2 separate regions of the Ovis aries genome follow, and region 1 is linked to region 2. Evidence: chromatin contacts called from public Hi-C data. All regions are on one chromosome and are shown on one strand. The core of a region is the stretch at or near the end of the contact, and the rest is flanking DNA. Distances in the headings are between cores, read along the strand shown.

Region 1 (3,488 bases), core at 373-2,872, 300 kb before region 2:
TTCATCACACTCCTCTCTGTCCCCATTCTTCCTCCAGGATCCCTGCCATGCCTCGAATGAGGATGTGTGGATCACCTGGCCCGGAGACTCTGGGACACAGACAGTCCCACAGCAAAGCTAGGGACCACTGGAAGGAGGCAGGCTGGGAATCACTCAGGACAGAATTCTCTGTTGACTAAAGGAACAAGATTCAGAGTCACACAGACCTCAGTTTTCATCCACGCTCTGCCACTGACCAGGTGATTTGGATGGGTCACTTACCTTTCAGAGCTTCAGTTTCCTTTTTCGTAAGATAAGAATATAATGCCTGTGTCCAAGGGCTTTTAGAATAATTTTGTTCTTTAAATGTTTTTTAAATGTTGGGAGGCACCTACTAAGGTATCTGACACATTGTGAGTGGCTGGTTATGGCAGGAGGAGTAATATAATAAATATGACTATTATTATCATTAATACCCATTGTTAACCAGAGGGCAGAGCGGTTAAGAGTACCAGCTCTGAAGTCAGACTGCCTGAGTTCAAGTCTCAGCCCCACCATTGACTAGTGCACAGGTTGGGGGGTCCCTAAATACTGTCCCCATGAAGAAGAATAGGGCTCCTTGGAAACGTGGCTCATTTTAGACCTGGGGCAGAATAGGAGAGGAGCCTGGGAAATCTTATTGTGCCCAAATGAGAGAGTTGCCCAAAATGAATGGAGCCAGCTTAAAGCTTCCCCTGCTGACCTAAGCCACAAAAAGAATATTGACTGTAACTCACTGGAATGCATTGACTGTTTTAAAATCCAGGAATTTATAATGGGTCTCAGCAAAAACAAAGAAAGTCCTCATTTTCTGCCAATGGAGGTAGGGATTGTACTGGTTTCTTACTCTTAAAGTTGATAAATAAGGAGAAAGAATTAAGCATTTATTCTTCTCTTCCAGAATGAACTGTATTTTAAGCAAATACTAGCCTTTGTTGATGAGAATTCTAATTGATCAATGCAGAAGAAATAAAATTATAAAATCATTGTAAGACCATTGGGGTTCTTGGGGGGTGGGATACTTGGTTCCAAATGATCAGGCCACAGTGGAGGGCTGAGGGTGAACCCCCCTGGACCTACCGACCCGCCTCAGCAATCCTGAAAGGGAGAGCCAAACAGCACAGAGCGCTCGATGTGACATGATGTGGAGAACACACCCTCCAGGAAGCGTTGCTGCCCGGAAAGGGGGAAACTGGACCTAATCAAACGTTGAAACCCAACTCTCAAGTTACAAGACTGAATTAGATGAACTATTTGGGGAACACTCAACTGCTCCCTACTGCGTCTCTCTTGCCCCGAGTTTCCTTCACTAGACACACAGGACACTTCACTTTGTACACTTCTGGTCACCAAATGTGTGGGTTTTCCTCACAATAAGCAATCCTCTACAACCCCTGTAGAGTGTCCTACAAGTCGACATAGTTCTGGCACTGTCTACCCAGAGATGATGTCAGATCCTGAGGGTTTAGTTCTCCCAAGACTCCCTCCCTTCAGATGCCAATCAGAAGCTCAAGTGATCATCACCAGGGCTCTTGACCAATAAATAGCCTTAGATCAGAGACCATGGATCCCACCTGCTATTTTACAAATGGCCACATGATGGCAGTAGGGTATTGAGCTGGATGTGGGCCCAAGCTTTGAGGAGGAAATGCAGAGGCGAAATCACCCCATGTATTCCACAAGTATTTATTTCATCTGATCCTCGCATTTAATCGAGCGTTCACTAAGGGGCCTGTGCTGGGCCTCTGAGCATCAAAGCATCACATTCAGCCCTGATCCTGCCATCCTGCAGCCACTCGTCTAAGTAGTGTCTGTGTATCTGGGGGCCACCAGGAATCTGGAAGGGTCCGTACAGACATGGGTGTCTATGTGTTTGACATTGCTGAAGTGGATACCTAGGCTGGGCATATTGGAGGGACAGGGATGGGGGCCCAGGGGGTAGCCAGCCACCTCTGTTGTTTTGAGTTGGCCTCTTCCACAGGTATTCATGTTTACCGTTTTTCAACTGTGTGCTCTGCAGAAAGTAACTACTTCTCTGAACCTGATGGGGCTTAATAATAGTTAACACCCTATAGTTTCTCTGTGGGAGGAGAATGAGATCGTCCATGTGAGTTGCTTAGAATGGTGCGTGGCACACAGGAAGTGCTCGGTACAGATGTTTTATAAACATGTATGTTCTCATTTGGGGCCCTGCACTAGAAGCAGTCAGTCAGCTTACACAAAGGCCCCAAGGCCCATTGTGGAAACGGACAAATTTGGCTTTGGGCCTGGGGCACTGGAATTAGGACTCTCCAGAAGGAAAGATCATCTTTATAGCAGTTACATGTATTGAGAGTTTTCTCTGTGCCAGGCACTGTCCCAAGCACGTCTTATGTACTAACGTACCTACTTCTGACAACAAGCCTCCGCAGTAGGTACTGGTACTGTCCCTGCTTTAGAGGTGATGAAACTCAGGGGCAGGACTGTAGAGAACTTTCCTGAGGCTTCTTGGCTGGTAAGGAGGGGAGGGCCAGGCGATCTGGCCTTAAAGAGTCCTCATTCACATGGATGGGGATGGCTGTACTCTTCTCAGGCCATGGGTGCTGTGGGGAGGCAAAGCGTTTACCTAGAGATGGGGGTCAGGGGAGCAGAGCAGATATGGAATCCTGGACTTAAAGCCCTTGCACGTGACCCTCCTCATGTGTCAGATAGGGATGCTCACAGAAATGACCCCTGTGGGTGGTCTTAGGTGTTCAGGGAGGTGGAGTATGGGAAGTATTCTGCACTGTGTTCTGGGAAGAACATCCAGCATATGACCGATGAGTATTAGCTTTATTATGTACTAATGCTAAATGCAAAGTTGGAATGTATCTACATGAGCATTTTTCTAGTGTATCAGTTAGCTATTGTTGCGAAACTAATCACCCTACAACTCAGTGACCATTTATTATTTACCACGGTCTAGAGTATGAGGACAACCCCCAGGATCTCCTGATAGATAGAAAGTATGGGTGGGGTTGACACCACCCTGGACATTGGGGCTTGCTTACCTCTAGCTGCTTCAGGGATGACCTGCAGGGCAATTCTGACTAAGGTGAATTAAACTTAAGACTTTCCTTGTGTTGAAGACGAGGAGGTGCAGGCAGGGGGAGCTTCTGTAGCCATCGGGCAGTCGAGAGATATCAGAGTCCCTAGGCTCTGTTTAAGCTAACAGGCAGAGCTCAGCAAAGCCCACCTGAGAGGAAGGGATGGTGGCTAGAAGACAGCACCACGCTCCGAACATCTGTGCCTGGACCTTGTTCTATCTAGCCTGGAGTTCCCAGCTGTGTGGGCCAATATATTCCTTAAGGCTGTTTGGGTTGGATAGTTGGTCATTCACAGAATCCTAAACGGACATGCCCTGAAGTAAGCAGTCCAGCAATGGACTGCTTTTTGGCTGGCAAAGCCATCAGGCAGCTAAAACATGCCTTTTCTTTGTGCCTCTGTGGGTC
Region 2 (3,150 bases), core at 529-3,028:
AGACTCAATGGAAAGACCCCGATGCTGGGAAAGATTGACGACAGGAGGAGAAGGGGTGGCAGAGTATGAGATGGTTACATAGCATCACCGATTTAAGTGACAAGAGTTTGAGCAAACTGAGAGACAGTGAAGGACAAGGGAGCCTGGCATGCTGCAGTCCACGGGGTCGCAAAGAGACACGACTTAGCAACTGAACAACAACAATGAGACATTTTTGGTTGTCACAGGACTGAGGGAGTGCACTGGCATCTACTGGGTAGAGGCCCAAGATGCTGCTAAACACAGGACAGCCAGATGCTGTCAGACAAAAAGGAATTATCCAACCCCAAATGCCACTAGTGCTGAGACTGAGAAAGCCTCATCACTTATGAGAAAGAGAGAGCACTGAATACACATACACATAGGGGCTTAGATGCACATCCCCACCCCTGCCTCAGCTCAGCCCGCTTCTCAGCATCCCTGAGAGCTGGAGGTACCAGGAAAGGTACCAAGGATAAGTAAGGGCTTAAATCCAGGCACCTTCTTTCCTGCTCAATGTGATCCTGACCAAGAGATTTCCTTAATCAGGGTCCTTTTCTCTCCATCCTGTGGTCACTTCTAGGCCTGACTGACATTCTGTAATTCTGCAGTTGTATGTTGGTGCGTGCTGTTTCTTTCTCGGCTAAAAGATGTCAATGCTGCAGGCTCTCTCACATGCCAAGAGAGGAGAAGTCCCAGATAGGCTGGTCTGAGTCACTGAGAGCTCACATTACATCCTGGATCGCCCAGAACTCAGTGAACTCAGCAGGCACAAAGGCTGCCCAGGTAAGTGGCCTTCAAGCTGCAGAAGAAACGGGAGGCTGGGAAGGTGGCCACTGAAGGCTGGGTGGCTAACTCAGCTCTAATCTGAAGAGGCCTCCTTGTCAGTCAAAACATGCTGTGTCTTTGCCAGGAAGCAGGGAGACCTCTGTGAAATCTGCTTCTTTGCCTCCCAGGGTAAGAGTGCTAGGAAACCTCACCCTGCCGAAGGATTGCTTCTGAGAGAGAGAGGTCCTGCAGAGAGGCAGTGAGCAGAGCTGATGCCTGGGGCCACTCCAGGGGCCTGACTTTATTGTTTCTAATTGGCTTCAAGAGGAGGTCAGACCGTGTAGTGGTAAAAAGCCTCAGCTTTCACATCACACAGGCCTGAATGTGAGTCTAGTCTATCCCTTTCTGTGTGACCCTGGTAAAGCGAGCCTGCCTTAGTCTTGACTAATCCTCAGTCCTGATTTGGGAACAATAATAGTATCCACGTTGCTCTGTGGATTAAGTAAGACAGTGAAACCACAGGTTTATCATACTGCACAGCCTAACTGCAAGTAGATGGTTATCATGAAAGGATACTACAGACCAGTGAATAGCTGAGGAGTATGATGGAATTCTCACATCAACTCCTGTATCCAGGTAGGATGCCAGATGATACTGAGAACTAACACTTTGATGGCAATTACGTACTTACAACTATTTCAAGTGCTCTGCACTTACTAACTCAAACCTCACAAAGACCCCGTGTGACAGGTATTTTATAACCCTTGTCTTACAGATGGGACAATGAGACACAGAACTGGTAAGGGGAGGACGAGGGTTTGGACAAAGGCAGCTTAGTTCCTGAATCCCTGCCCTTAGCAGTGCACACAGCACCCTGAAAGACTCCAGAAAATGGTAAGAAATGCAGGGGGAGGCCTCCCCAGCCTGCCTCAACCCTTGTCCTGCTACCAAATACCTTCTTCACCCCTAGGCAGCAGAGCCCTGCAAATGCCCAGCAGAGAAGCTCCCAGCTCTGCAGGGCAGAGTCCAGAGTGTCTGTTGGGGTGTGGGCAAGGAACGACACAAGAAGGCAGGAAGCAAATGAGATTCGGAAATGGGCAAACATCCCAGCACCATTTGGTGGCTGTGGGTGACTCTGGGCCCAGAGACATAATTTCTCAGCGCTTTATTTCTCTCCCTTGTAAACAAGGGCTCACAGGTGGTCAAACTCCCTACTAGCTCTAGAACACTAGGTTTTCCTAGTGAGAAAAGGCTGCCGGTGGAGTCTAGGCTGGATCCTATCTCGGGTGAAGAACGCCCCCTGGCGGATACTTCCAAGAATGTCCCAGAGCGCTGGGTTGGGACTCAGAGAGGACTTGGTTGGGCTGCTCTGCCCATGTAGCAGTGTGGGCACACATGTAGCTGTGTGGTCCCTAGCAAGGTGCTTCGGCTCTCTGACTCTCCGAATTCTGATCAGAAAATGACACATAAAAAACTACCAGTAATGGTAATATTTATAATATCTAACACTTTTTCCCCACACACATTTTTTCACCACTTTATTCTGAAATAGTAATGGGTTCTAAACCACTGTGAATGATAAATTTTAGGAGTTACGTATTTGTTCTTGGCACTCTATTATAAGGTTATAACACTGCCTCTGTTTTTCCTATACTTATTTTTGTCCTTCGTGGGGTTTTTGTTTTGTTTTTATTTCAATTTGGGGGGAATGTATTTAATTGCAATAAGAACAATTCTTTCTTACAAGAAGAATGTAATTGTGGTGAGATCTATTCTCTTAACAGGTTTTTGAATATACAACACACTGTTAACTATAGTCACTATGTTATCTAGAACTTACTCATCTTAAATAACTGAAATTTTATATCCCTTGATTTACCTAAGACTTTTTGAGTGTTTATGACATGATAGGTAGGCCCTGTTCTAATAATATATATATTTAGTTAATCCTCCACATAACCATGTAAGAAAGTTCAAAGACTATACAGCTCACTACAACAATCCACAAGAGACTAGGCCAATTAGAAAAGTATACAATAATGACATTTATAAGGTGATGTACATTTGATAAACATGACCCCATTGACTCCACACAACCACCGTTTCATACTTGTTTACAGCAAGGAGACAGAAGACCACCGCACCACGCCCTGGAGGCACGCAAGAGCAGGGTGTTCGGGGGTCACGTCTCACAGAGTCCCATCTAGCAGGGAAGGGAGACACCTTTTAAGGGCCCATGGGGTAATGGTGCACTATGGAAAAACCGAGAAGCTACAGAAGCTTCACTCAGTCTGGGAGGGGAGAAATTGCAAGAACCGTTCCACCCATGGTCATAGGCTCCCAAGCTTTGTCCGTCGCCATCAT

The links. A called contact is a pair of places that touch in the nucleus more often than the background predicts.
Region 1: a Hi-C map of hypothalamus shows a contact between it and region 2, with 5 times the contacts expected there. The contact joins two enhancer-like sites. A contact is called at or near these places in 10 of 16 Hi-C or Micro-C datasets (blood, hypothalamus, liver and 5 more).

What each region holds. Positions count from the first base shown.
Region 1 is chr19:17,552,220-17,555,707 of ARS-UI_Ramb_v3.0, reverse strand. No RefSeq gene overlaps it. Among named protein-coding and RNA genes, the nearest start is that of RAD18, 5.3 kb to the left of the region's middle. Within about 2 kb of position 1,622, at least 7 of the 54 cell types and tissues checked have an H3K27ac peak or open chromatin away from gene starts, as enhancers often do. A contact at or near this core is called in hypothalamus, where this site is marked.
Region 2 is chr19:17,253,614-17,256,763 of ARS-UI_Ramb_v3.0, reverse strand. It overlaps LOC105603417 (a long non-coding RNA gene), which reads left to right. Exons shown (of 5, transcript XR_001022532.4): 3 at 1-804; 4 at 1,562-1,680. Among named protein-coding and RNA genes, the nearest start is that of THUMPD3, 39 kb to the right of the region's middle. Within about 2 kb of position 1,778, at least 8 of the 54 cell types and tissues checked have an H3K27ac peak or open chromatin away from gene starts, as enhancers often do. A contact at or near this core is called in hypothalamus, where this site is marked.